Linked DNA regions of Zea mays: region 2 is linked to region 1. Evidence: chromatin contacts called from public Hi-C data. All regions are on one chromosome and are shown on one strand. Each heading gives the region's core, a stretch centred on a gene start, on an enhancer-like site or on the middle of the called end of the contact. The rest is flanking DNA. Distances are from core to core; before and after follow the strand shown.

Region 1 (6,682 bases), core at 2,669-5,168:
AGTTCGTGCTTTTTACCCCCATCCTTTTTCTTGGGCATTCCCCAGCCACTAGAGGTCGGGAATACCCTGTTTGCCAAAAATTCTTGCACTAGATCCCTAGTGCTGATTTTGACCGCCACAATTCTAAATTCAACTTCAGCTACCTGGCATGGAGAGCCAAGCTGCATATGGCACAAGGGCCTTGTAATTTTGAAATTCAAAGTCAGTGGACTCATCACCATAGTCATTAGCTTCTTTCTCCTTTTCTCGTCGGTCTTCATATAAAACCACTCACTCTTCCAACCAGTTGGCTACTTAGTGCGGTAGCTGAGAACTAGTGCCTTCATATCCTTTCGATACGCAAAATTATAACAACCAAAATTCTCATGAAGGCCATCTGCCCTGGCCTTCGTCTGGTAATGCAGCTCGTGCACTCGACAGAAAGCTTCGGCATTAGGACTCATCCCTTGGCTTCGGAGGGACCAGATGTAGACACTTAGTCTAACAATTGCATTGGGTGTCAATTGATGAAGGTATATTTCAAAATGTTTAAAACCTCTCCTATTATATCATAAAGAGGGAATCGAAGCCCCGCCCTAAAGAAGCTTTTAAACACAACAACTTCATCATCCTTCGGCTTTGGAACCACTTCCTCACCAGCAAAGCAAACAAGCCTACTCTCGGCTTCACCAAAGTAACCTAATTTCTTCATTATAATCATATCATCTGCCGTCACGGTGGATCTACCAAAGTCAAGGTGACTAGGTTTTTCTGGCTTCAAAATGTTGTAATCTTCTTTGTCTTCATTACCACTTCCCTCTTCAACTGTGATTCCTTCAGCTTCAGCAGTCAGAGCACCTTCGGCAATAGGCTTTTCTGGCACAACAAGACCCGACTGCCTCATCACCTCTGATATTGGTGGTCTCAGTTATTTTGGTCTCGTCTCCCTTGCGAGACACTCTAGCAGTTGATCGCACTCTAGCCATTTCGATGTTTTCACTTTTTAACAAAGCTAATCTCAAATGATGAAGCGTTCGCTCAAGTGTGCAATGCAGAAAGCTTTGGCTACAGTTAAATTTTTTAACAGCACAACAGTGCAATGGTAATGAATGCTGTGGTAACTCCTCACCAACCCGTCTGTTTATATAGTGCTGCAGGGGAAGGTGAACCGCTAGGCCGCCCGCACTCGCTGAACGGTGGACCGTCCAGCGATTGGAATATTATAATCATTTCTTGGCAACGAGCTCAGGGAAGGTGTTTTTCGGACCTTCGACATTCCGAAGCCTTCATGTTTTTCACGGATTGAGCTTGTTACAAAAAATGATCTAGCACCGCGAATGAGCTACTGTTGGGGGTCTTCTTCTTCTTCACCGAAGGTCCTCTAAGCAAAAACACCTTCGGCAGGGCAATACATAAGAAGGTGTGACATGAAGATGTAAGCCGAAGCTACGATCGAAGGAGCTTCGGTATGGTAACATGCTAAAGACGAAGGACGATACTGACTTAAAGAGGAAAAGACTGTGTAATCCCTGTTAATTTGTATTGTAATTATAATTAGTTGCCAGGGACACAGATGTAATTTTGTCCGGGCTGTGTCCCGTGCCTATAAATAGATGATCAGTACCTCTGTACTATTCACGCTGACTTGTAATCATTCTTGCATCACTCTTGTACTTCCATCTTCTGTCAAGCCGAAGGTACAAATGTAATATAAACATTATCGATATTTATTCATATTTATAAAATGAGAATATAAATAATCTAATGATTTGATATGATTGTTTATATTCTTTATATGTTTCGTATGTTTCTATTTACATCTTTGTTCATCAAAATGATGAAGGTATGCCCTTCATGACCTTCGTTTGAGGATCATTATATCCTAAGGGAAATAATGCTTCGAAGGATGAAGGTCTCTAATCGTTAATAATTGTGTTGCTTTGTTCTTTATGTATAGCATTCGAGAACAAAGACCAACACATTCCTTACGTTTGTGGGAGCAGGGGCAGTAGGGAGAGGTGGGAGGGCAGAACCATGGTGCACAGATGGTCTACATTAGTCTTATAGAGTAGTAGAGATTATCCAAATGTTATCTAGGTGCGCTGGGTGCGCGCTAATCTCTACTATATTAAAGCACCAGTTTTGACAGTTGTCCCGCGTCAATATTTTTTAGAAAAAACCATACATTTCCTTTTATTCTACCCACAGTCCAAGCGATAAGATGATCTCTATAGGTTCGTATGCTCTGGATCCGATGGCCTCGCTCTCCTAGCTCCCTCCGCCACCGGTGGCCCTCCACGCTCATCTCTCCCGCCGACCCCAATCCACACGAAAACCCTAAACCCTCGCTACTTGGCCTCCTAGTTAACCTTCTCTCAGTGGCCCCGCTCTCGTCCCACCGCCACCGGGTGGCCCTACAGGCTCACCTCCCCTGCCAACCCTAATCCCCACGAAAACCCTAAACCCTCGCTACATGGCGGCGGCGGCTACAAGCTCTTCGTTGGCTCAGCACCATGAGGCCACCGGCTAGAGGTAGCTAACCATGACACTTTCTTTGTTTTCCATCCATTTTTGCAAGCGGACGAAGACTTATTGCTTCGATAAATCCTGTAGGACACGATGGGAGGGAGGCAGGTTCGATGGCGATGGCCGTGGGAGAGGCGGTGGCTGCAGATTTGGTAGTGATAGAAGCGACAGGGACATACATGGAGGCTGAGGGTGACTTGGGCTGTCTTTTGTTTCTGCCGTGAGGCTGAGAGGGTTTACTTAGTCGCCAAAACACCTATTGTATAATTGATCATAGGCTAACCGCACCTGGCACGACGCGTGTGGGTCACCATTAGAGATGGCAATGGGTATATCTCATACCTATACCTGCGACAAAAAATAACCACGTCAGGTCACCCATATACACTGGTGGGTATGGATTTACCTCCATACACATACTTATATGGGTATAGGTCATCCGTACCACAAGATTAAACATCTATCAAGAATACATTATACGAATATCAAGTGTATCCATCTAAATATTATTACAAAATTTCTAGCATCATTCATTCATTCATTCATCTATTCAACAACATCATGGATAATTAGATAAAGTAGCAACACTAAGATAGTACCACATAACATATACATGTTTTATTACATGGTCATCAAATAGTTGTTAAGCCTTCTATGATATTATCATCCAAAAGGTTGTTAAATAGTCAAAATGATGGATAATCGAAGTCCAAATTTACACTTTTATACAAGATATTTTATATCCATGGGTTAGTGGGTATAAGTGAGGACAGAACGTTCTAATACATATTTTAATGGGAGTAAATATCTATCGATCATCTGGTCGCGGCTAACATTGGCATCTCCGTTACTCGTTTATGCAACTGCGATGCGGCAGAGGAAGTCGCGGGCGGGCTCCATGTTTGTTGCATGGACACGTCACAGTGTCACACGTCACCCTGCCATTCTACCGTTCCGGCTGCGTGTACGGTCATAGAGGTGCACCCATGCTGCATTGCTGCTGATGCCGTTGCCCGCCATGCAGCGGCCTCGCCTCTCTTTTGGACTGCTTCCAACGGCCTTCCTGGACCTCTATCTATTAGGTTTGGGCCTTGCGCTCGTGGCCCTTGTCAGCTTCTATGCCACGGCGGAAGAGAAAAGGGAAAACCGATCGAGCCCGGTCGCCGCCCGAACCGAGCCCGGGCCCACATTATGCCACGCCCACGGGCCACGGGGCTCTCGATCCCCTCTCTCTATCTCCTTCCACTCCCTCCGCCTCCGTCATCATCCCCCAACCTCCACCCCGCCCCCGCGAATCCATCCTATTTCCGCCGATGCCGCCTTCCTCGAACCTTCGTCGCCCGCTGCACCTCCCCGCCGCGCCCCCTACAAAGCCAGCCAGCAGCTAAAAACCTCCTCATTCTCATCCACTTCCTCCCGCGCAACCGCTCTTCCCCAACTTCGCCGCCGCCATGGGCTCCTCCTACGACCCCTACCCGTCCCCGGCCGCCGACGACCTCTTCCTCTACCTCTCCGACCTCGGCCCCGCCTCGCCCTCCGCGTACCTCGACCTCCCGCCCACCCCGCAGCCTCAGCCGTACCCGCAGTCCCAGCAGCAGCAGCAGGGGAGCAAAGGCCCCACGCAGGACATGTTGCTCCCCTACATCTCCAGCATGCTCATGGAGGACGACATCGACGACACCTTCTTCTACGACTACCCGGACAACCCCGCGCTCCTCCAGGCGCAGCAGTCCTTCCTTGACATCCTCTCCGACGACGCCTCGTCCCCGACCACCACCACTGGCACCACCAACAGCAGCGCCAGCGTCAACCACTCCTCCTCCGACGCGTCCGCCAGCGCGCCGCTCACCCCAGCCGCGGTCGACTCCTACTCCCCGGCCCCCGCCGTCCAGTTCGACGGCTTCGACCTCGACCCCGCGGCCTTCTTCAGCAACGGGGCCAACTCCGACCTCATGAGCTCCGCCTTCCTCAAGGGCATGGAGGAGGCCAACAAGTTCCTGCCCTCAGAGGACAAGCTCGTCATCGACCTCGATCCGCCAGACGACCCCAAGCGGTTTGTCCTCCCCACCCGCGCCGCAGAAAACCTCGCGCCCGGATTCAACGCCGCCGCCGCCACCACCGCCCCTGCCGCCGTGGCTATGGCGGTGAAGGAGGAGGAGGTGATCCTCGCTGCGCCTGATGCCGCGCTTGGCAGCGGCGGCGTCGTCCTGGGCCGCGGTCGGAGGAACCGCTTGGACGATGACGAGGAGGACCTGGAGCTGCAGCGCCGGAGCAGCAAGCAGAGCGCGCTGCAGGGGGACGGCGACGAGCGGGACGTCTTCGAGAAGTACATCATGACCTGCCCCGAGACGTGCACGGAGCAGATGCAGCAGCTGCGGATCGCCATGCAGGAGGAGGCCGCCAAGGAGGCGGCGGTCGCCGCCGGGAACGGCAAGGCCAAGGGCCGCCGCGGTGGGCGGGAGGTGGTGGACCTGCGCACGCTGCTCGTCCACTGCGCGCAGGCCGTCGCCTCGGACGACCGCCGCAGCGCCACCGAGCTGCTCAGGCAGATCAAGCAGCACGCAAGCCCGCAGGGGGACGCCACCCAGCGCCTCGCTCACTGCTTCGCCGAGGGCCTCCAGGCCCGCCTCGCCGGCACCGGCAGCATGGTTTACCAGTCGCTCATGGCCAAGCGCACGTCCGCAGCCGACATACTCCAGGCGTACCAGCTGTACATGGCCGCCATCTGCTTCAAGAGAGTCGTCTTCGTGTTCTCGAATAACACCATCTACAATGCCGCTCTGGGCAAGATGAAGATACATATCGTCGATTACGGGATCCATTACGGCTTCCAGTGGCCGTGCTTCCTTCGATGGATAGCGGATAGGGAGGGCGGGCCACCGGAGGTGAGGATTACTGGCATTGACCTGCCCCAGCCTGGGTTCCGCCCTACTCAGCGCATTGAGGAGACAGGGCGCCGGCTCAGCAAGTATGCCCAGCAGTTTGGTGTGCCATTCAAGTACCAGGCGATTGCAGCATCCAAGATGGAGTCCATCCGCGCGGAGGATCTGAATCTCGATCCAGAGGAGGTGCTCATCGTGAACTGCCTATACCAGTTTAAGAACTTGATGGATGAGAGCGTTGTGATTGAAAGCCCAAGGGACATTGTGCTCAATAACATCAGAAAGATGCGGCCTCATACATTCATACATGCAATTGTGAATGGCTCCTTCAGTGCGCCCTTCTTCGTGACGAGGTTCCGAGAGGCTCTGTTCTTTTACTCGGCCCTGTTTGACGCTCTGGACACGACCACTCCAAGAGACAGCAACCAGAGGATGCTGATTGAGGAGAACCTTTTCGGGCGGGCTGCCCTGAATGTCATCGCGTGCGAGGGCACAGATCGGGTGGAGCGCCCTGAGACGTACAAGCAATGGCAGGTGCGGAATCAACGAGCAGGCTTGAAGCAGCAGCCGCTGAACCCTGATGTCGTGCAGGTAGTGCGGAACAAGGTCAGGGATTTATACCACAAGGACTTTGTGATCGATATTGATCACCACTGGCTCTTGCAGGGATGGAAAGGCCGCATCCTCTATGCCATCTCGACATGGGTGGCAAATGATGCCCCCTCTTACTTTTAGCTGTTTTTTTGTGACTCACTTGTCTACAACTTTAGGGGCCAGTTTGGTACGGCGCGTGCGGCGCCACGGCGTGCCTAAGCTGCGGCGCCCGAATCGGCCGCCACACCTGCGGCGGGAAAACTATGGTGCGCCGTGGCGGCTTAGTCCACGCACCAAACAGCCCCTAGGTTTAGGTATGTCATCTAGATATATCTAGTGACAAGCGTGTTCTTGGCCTAGTTAATAGCCATGGTTACTTGGACTCTGCAGTATGCCTAGTGCCCTAGTGAGAATTCAACATGTACCTGTTCTTTCCAAGGGTACATTCAGCTTCTGTGGAACATGAGTGACACACGGGGGATCCAGAAGTCAGAAGGCATACCGAAATCTGTCCTTTGATTTAATGTGGATTATATAGATGCTCATCACTCAGCCATGCTGTTGCATAGTGCTAAATATGATCTAGGTCCTGGTCTGGATAATGTTCTCCACAGCATCTGCTGTGCGTGTGACCTGTGATCAGTTCAGTCAGTTGACCAGGTTGTAATTGACACTTGTTCCTCTGTTTCCGGCGCTTACTG
Region 2 (6,682 bases), core at 2,301-4,800, 520 kb after region 1:
TGACGCGTCGTGCTCTCCAACAGCGATCATGCCCGACATCTTCTGATCTCGAAGAAGACAATGAAGAGAAGAACGTCACTCACGCTAAATGTAAGAAAATGGATGAGGAGAGAATGGCACTCTCCAACATGATTCAAATAGTGGTTTGGGCTTCACAAAAGCCAAAACATATCCAGCTAGGGAGTTCGTACAACCCAAAACATGGAGAGTCGATGACTCCAATTTAGACGTTGAGGGGGAGATTGTTGCTGGTGATGTTGAGATTTCAACACTTAAACTCATAGCTGAAGCATTAGCAGCTGGTTTCAAGTTAGGTTGTCTTCAACAAGCGGAGGAGGAACTTGCTTCTATCAAGGTTGGTTCAGGTTCTTCTCATATGTTGATTTGGAAAAAATACATATGGCATAGAATATGGTTCAAACAATGTGAGCGCTCCATTTGTGATTTTCGTAATTGAGGCTACTAGTAAATTAACCTCTACTCTAACATTTGTGAATGTGATACATTAAATCCACATCTAGGATTAAGCAAGAATGACGACCATAAAAGAGGTGATGGCCACAAAGGATATGCAAGTGCTCAACGTGGAGAAGAGGAGGAAGAAAAAGAAATATACAAGAGCTTAAGACAAAGGTATAAGTAGGATATTTTATTTTGTCGGTCAAGATGCGGTAGAGTACATGATTAGATTTAGGACATATGTCTATCCTATTAAAAGGGAAGCTTAATTAGACAATTTGGTCATCTCGTACCACTGGATATTGGAATCACATGCATTGCATATGGACCTAAGTGATGCATATGAGAGCAAGCGAAAATATTTAACAAAAGCACATTGAAAAACGCTAAGTATATGTTCCAATATGTTTGGTAAAACATTTGAAGAGCTAGTGCGCTTAAAAAGGGTTTTCTCAGTAGTTTTCTAGAGTGCATTAGACATGCCTGGTGGTGTACTAGGCATGCATATACACCAGGTACGAAATAGATTTATACTTGTTGCACCATTTTTTAGTCGAGCGCGCACCAGACATTTTGGCACCAAACGCTTAAGCTATAGAATCTGACATATAAAATACAATAAAAATTGTGGTTATATGCTAGGTTTTTTAGAATAACGGATGAGTTCTAAGAGCAGCTCCAAAAGAGCACTTAAAATTTATTCCCCAAAATCTCTTATTAGGAGCTGTTGCAAATAAAATCCACCCAAAAATGTTATCCCACAGTAGATTACTAAAAAATTAAAAAGGAACATGGGCCAATAGGTGCTTTAAATGGGCCACACACATACACATTGTGCTCTTCTTTTTGTGCATGCACCTGAGCCATTTCATCCTTTGCGGTGCTCTTGGTGATGGTGTCGAGCATCTTGTATATACACGACAATAGGCCACTAGACAGACCTTGCTTTGCTTCCTTTTGTCGTGTAGACATACTTGTTCAGTTCATGGGAGTAGTAGGAACAAAAGAGGAGATAAAAAGCTACAGATCTTTAAGGTACAACTAAAGCATGCCATGTTCAAAAGCTTTCCACTTTGCACTGCTAGCAAAACATGAGCTGAGCAGCTACCAATTTGCACTAAATCATGAGGATTCAGCCATCTTCAAAGTGGCCATGCTCTCACTAGAATCACAACTTAGGCAGATTATACAAATGAATGCAAAGGGTGAAGGCAGATGTGCCCAAATTGTACACAACAAACGAAACCAAGCAGTTAAGTTGACTACAAAACTTTTTATTTCAGAAATGAAACCAAAGAAAGCTTGTATCACTGACATGTATGAGATAATGTAAACATAGCACATTCCTAACTATGAAGTTGACATGGAAAATTTTAATTTTAGAAACTAACACAATTGACCAAAAAAGACATCCACTTCATTTCAGTAATCTAAGCCAAACTCTCACCACCACTTCTAGTAGCTGTATAGGAACTCCAACCAACCAAGAACAACTTCATCTCATCGCCCCACTTGCTGAAGCCTAGGAATAGAGTTGAGTCGTGGAGTCATCAGCGCATGAGAGATGAGCGAGTTAATACCCGGAGGTTGCCGGTACCATTTGTGTTGCCGTGGATGGAGCGGTGCCCGGGGCGACGGCTGGCCGCCTCCTCCTGCAGTTCAGGGCTCATCAAATCGTCTAGCCCGCGTGGACCTACCAGATGCCGACGGCGACGAAGGTGGCGAGGTCCTGTTTGCTTGTCCATGAAAAGAGGTGGGATGTGTGAGCGCGCCCTAGGATCAGACGGATTTCGCCTCACGCAAATAACGCGGGTGCGATCGCCCCCGACGTGTCACGACGAAAAAACTTTGGAGGAAAGACGGAGGGGTCTATTGGAGGAGGAGAAAACGGAGTTTGCCCGCACACAAAAAACGCTTTTTTGGGGTCCTTTTTCGCGTGTTTTGGAGCTGCTATAAGATCTGCCGCGCTGAGCTAATCGGATCAAAACAGGTGGCACACGCCAAGTGTTGGCCACGTCTGCACCACGCCAGATCAGATGCCACGTCAAGTACCCCAACACCGTGAACTACTAGGCCGAGCTTATTGTCCAAAACAGGAATTAAGACGCGTAGAGATATGGATACGAATATATGTTTTTCCAGAAGAAAAAAAGCTAAAAAAATTCGGTCGTTCCGACACGGCATTTCCCTCTTGAAGCGACGTGCCATCCGACTCGATCATGGGGCATCTCGGTGCATTGCATTGCGTTGCGTTGCATTTGCAGTGACACGATAATATTGCTGTCCGTGTACGTCGTCCTCCTGTTTTGTCCGAGCTGCAGCGATTATCTGTGCACGCATGGCGATCCTTTTTTTTTTTTGGTCGCGGACGTGTCGTTGGTTGTGACAATGCAGAGGTCGTACGCACACTATTGACCAGCTGATGATAGGGTGCATGCTTGATGCTTGGTGGGCAGTCCACTTCATCTTCATGGATGCATGGAAGAACGGAACAGGTAGCTGCTTCGGATCACCAACAAGTAAAGACCCCTCGTCCGGACCCCCCCATCCTGACTGGGACCGATGTGCGTGTGCGTAAGCCACTGTCGTTTTCCGCGGACCGCACGGCTGGGGTCTCCCGGCTCTCTTGTCACCTCCGCGTCGCGTCCATGCATCCGTCGCGTCTTCGTGGGCTTGTGGTGGCTGCCGGCGTCGTGTCGCCGGGCCCAACCCCAAATTGTTAGACCATGGAGACGACGTGGTCCTGAGTCCTGAGACCATACGATTCAAATATGCAGCGGACGAGCGGGCGGCGGATGAGAAGTGCATCACTGCACGAGCAATGCATGGCGCCGAAAGGACCGGCCGGGCCCACGGCCCTTTCTCCGGGGGACATGGTCCGATAGAGTATGAGGGACATGGAAAGAGAGATTATGACGATGGCCCCACCCGTCCACCACACAACACATATCTAATCTATACATACCAAGCTAGGCTAGTCTCAATTACTACATTTTAATGGCCCATGGCGTGGTGTAATAGTCTAGTCCAAGCACTCATCGACAGCACATTAACACAGAGCCGGGACCCGGGACCTCACGTCGACCCATTCTCCCCTTGGATGATTGTGTGTCATCTCATCTGGGGAGCTGGAGGGCCTATAAATACCACCACCTCACTCTTCGCTTTCCACTCCATCTGCAACAAGCCAACCGCAACCAGACTCCAGAGAGAGAGAGAGAGAGCCACACATTGCAAGCTTCCACCATTTCCAAGAACAACTGCCACTGCAGAGAGCTCGTACAGGAAGAGATGGAGATGCACATGGACGACAAGAGCAAGACGCCGCTTTCCAAGAAGGGGAGCCGGAGGTCGGCGTCGGCGTCGGCGGCGGCGGGGCTGAAGAGCCGGCCGTCCAGGGCCGCCGCGGGCAGGTCGGTGCCGGGCCGCCTGGCGGGCCTGGTGAAGGAGCAGAGGGCCAGGTTCTACATCATGCGCCGCTGCGTCACCATGCTCGTGTGCTGGAGGGACTAGCTCGTGCAAGCGGTGCGCATCTATCCATGGCCGTAGCGCGTAGGCCCCCCCACCCCGTTCGGTGGATGTGGGCTGTGGCTCGGCCCATGTGGGCCTGGAGCTGTAGCGCCCTGGTAGGTGAGGACGTGATGTCCATCACATGTGCCATATATACTGACTAGTTTCCCAACAACAGCAACCCCAAAACAAAACAAAAAAAAGTGTCATGGTGAGAGATCGGAGATGTGCCTGTTGTGTGGCCATCCTGTGGTTCATATGTGTCCATAGCTGTCGGAAAAATTAGTATAACTTCATCCTGTGGTTCATAATTGTACGCAAAAGAATTACTATCATGATTGCCTGAAATATAACTTCACCCTGTTACAGAAAAACTTTCTTACCGAGTTTCTTTTTTCTGTCAAAAAGAAGGAACAAATAAACGTAGCTGCAAAAACAAAAAAACAAAAAAAAAACGACAGACTGCTAGTTTCAGCTCTGTCAACATTGGAAAGAAAGAATCTGCAACAGCTACGCAGACACTATCTGCTGCTAATCATCTGGTTGATCGAGGTAAATGAGCCGATGCACGCGCACACAACGCCAATCGCTATGATGATTATGCACAGGATGATCTGCAAAGAAAATGACCATAGATACTCAGTGTTGAGCAGTTTCAGGTTCCAATCCTGTATTTGTTGGTCCGCGCGTTTCTAGTTGGTGGTTACCTCCCACAAGGGCACTGCGCCCTTCTTGATGGAGAGGTAGCATGCGCATGGGAGTATCAAGGCCTGTATAAATCATCATCAAGCACATTTTTTTTATCAACTTCTTTCAAATGGCCAAAGTAGAGAAATCCACCGCAGAAGTGTAGGTGAAATGTTCTCCAGAACCTACCACGAGCATTGTGAACACGGATCCAAGCAGTGCCATCACCAGGGCTGAGAAACCAGAGGAGGGTAGGAAAAAGTCAAAAAAAAACATCTTAAAATTTAAAAATGGAGGGGAGGATCATTCAGTTAAACCGAGAAAGACTACTACTACTCACCAAAGTAAGGGAAAAGCAGAGCCACCGCAACGGTTGAGAGGACGAGGCATGTCCTAACGAGCATTCCGACCAGGTAACTCTGCATCTTCTTTGGTAGGGCTTCCTCTATCGACAAGGCGACCGGCGTCATCGTCAGTGCATACTTTGTGTAAGGATTCACAACCTGGAACCAGAAAGAAAAATGCAACAAAAAAAAAACAAAAGCAATGAAATTAGCATCTCGTCGTCTTCATTCTGAACGCGATGGCAGAATGGTAAAGTGTGGTTTTCCCTCGCACCGTCATCCAAATGGCAATCTTGGATGGGATGTACTGCTGTGGCAAGTTTAGGGTGAACTGTGACATAGTGGACTCGCCGAACATCAGGAACCCTGAGACCGCAACTCCGGCGTACACAAGCGTTACCACCGTGAAGCTGAAAACGGTGCAGGATGGCATTTTGTGTTAACAAGAAGGCGGCCCATGTTAACAAGAAGCAACAAAGTTAAGAGCACCGCTTACCAGAACATGAGCACGAATGGAAACTGCGAGCGCTCCTTCATGGACGAGTAGATGTTTGGGAACACCGAGTGTCCTGAGTAGCAGTACCCATACAGGCCGAGTGCCACTGGAAGGTGGGTCACGTTCACTACAGCACCGGAAAAGCGAAACCCAATTCCTTCTCCGATGCCAACCCAGCATAGGCAGACGATGACCGTGATCGTCGCGATCACGCCTCCAGCTGAGTACATACAGAGACGGTCAGGAGTCAGGAACAATCCTTCTTTCGCTCAAAGATTACTTTTGTTGATCATAAACTGACTGAACTATCAGTGATACGAGTCAATTCTAACTACATTCCTATGATCAGTACAGAGGGAGTAAGAAGCAATTCCACATTTTTTTACATACCAGAAAGATATGAGAGGAGACTGAGGTTCCTGAGCCAGACTGATGGGAGGATTGCCAAGGCCATTGTGGTTGCAAAGAGATTGTGCGCGTTCAGGTCGATGCCAGTGAAAGCTAAATGCGCTGAGGGAAACACTGACGACAAGCTGTCTCCTAGCAGCGTAATGTACTCCACGCAGCTTGCCTGCAAAAAAAATATATACATAAAAATCACTTGTGTTCGACAACCAAGGCCATTCACAATAAGTTTTAGAGTTCAGAGAGCACACTTACATAAAGCTCCATGTACAGGACAACCTGAAAAAAAGAGATGCGATCAGTGAGGTAAACAACAGGTGAGCTGACTTTCGAAGAGAAATCTGTGTTTTTCAAGGTATACACACCGATACAAAGATCCGACCAAAGATTCCGAAAGCGACTTGTCCAATGTCTGGGTATGTCTCAATGTTGGGCGAACTGTCTATGCACCTCTTGAGAAGCAAGCCCGTGTAGCACGAGCTGCCACCCAGCAAGGGGAGCAGCAGGAGGCTTAGCCATCCCCCTTCCTTGATTCCATAAGCCGTGGTGAGAATTCCAACGCCGCACAGCACATTGAACCCTAGAAATTCGACCAGCATTGATGATTGATTCCATAAGCTGATTACTCTAACACCTGAGAATTCAAGATCCAACTGGTCACGCACCATTGATGATTGATTGGTTCCTGCTGCACTTGCTAGCAGGCGGAGGAAGCTCGATATAATCGGATTTCAGGCATTGCCTGGAGGGTCTCTCGGGCAGCTCCGCCTCGTGCGCAGCC

The links. Hi-C and Micro-C count contacts between places; a contact is called where the count stands out from the background.
Region 2: a Hi-C map of endosperm shows a contact between it and region 1, with 2.8 times the contacts expected there. The contact joins the enhancer-like site here to the promoter of LOC103640045 in region 1. A contact is called at or near these places in 2 of 25 Hi-C or Micro-C datasets (ear and endosperm).

The regions. Positions count from the first base shown.
Region 1 is chr1:159,340,944-159,347,625 of Zm-B73-REFERENCE-NAM-5.0, forward strand. LOC103640045 (scarecrow-like protein 34) reads left to right here and starts at 3,919. Exons shown (of 1, transcript NM_001428420.1): 1 at 3,919-6,682. The coding sequence starts at 3,957. The coding sequence ends at 6,122.
Region 2 is chr1:159,864,976-159,871,657 of Zm-B73-REFERENCE-NAM-5.0, forward strand. LOC103640076 reads right to left here. Exons shown (of 12, transcript XM_008662727.3): 3 at 6,567-6,682; 4 at 6,267-6,481; 5 at 6,157-6,180; 6 at 5,887-6,067; 7 at 5,497-5,716; 8 at 5,275-5,410; 9 at 4,997-5,159; 10 at 4,846-4,889; 11 at 4,677-4,739; 12 at 4,241-4,583. The coding sequence ends at 4,491. Among protein-coding and RNA genes, the nearest start is that of LOC103640076, 4.3 kb to the right of the region's middle. Within about 2 kb of position 3,551, at least 19 of the 20 cell types and tissues checked have an H3K27ac peak or open chromatin away from gene starts, as enhancers often do. A contact at or near this core is called in ear and endosperm, where this site is marked.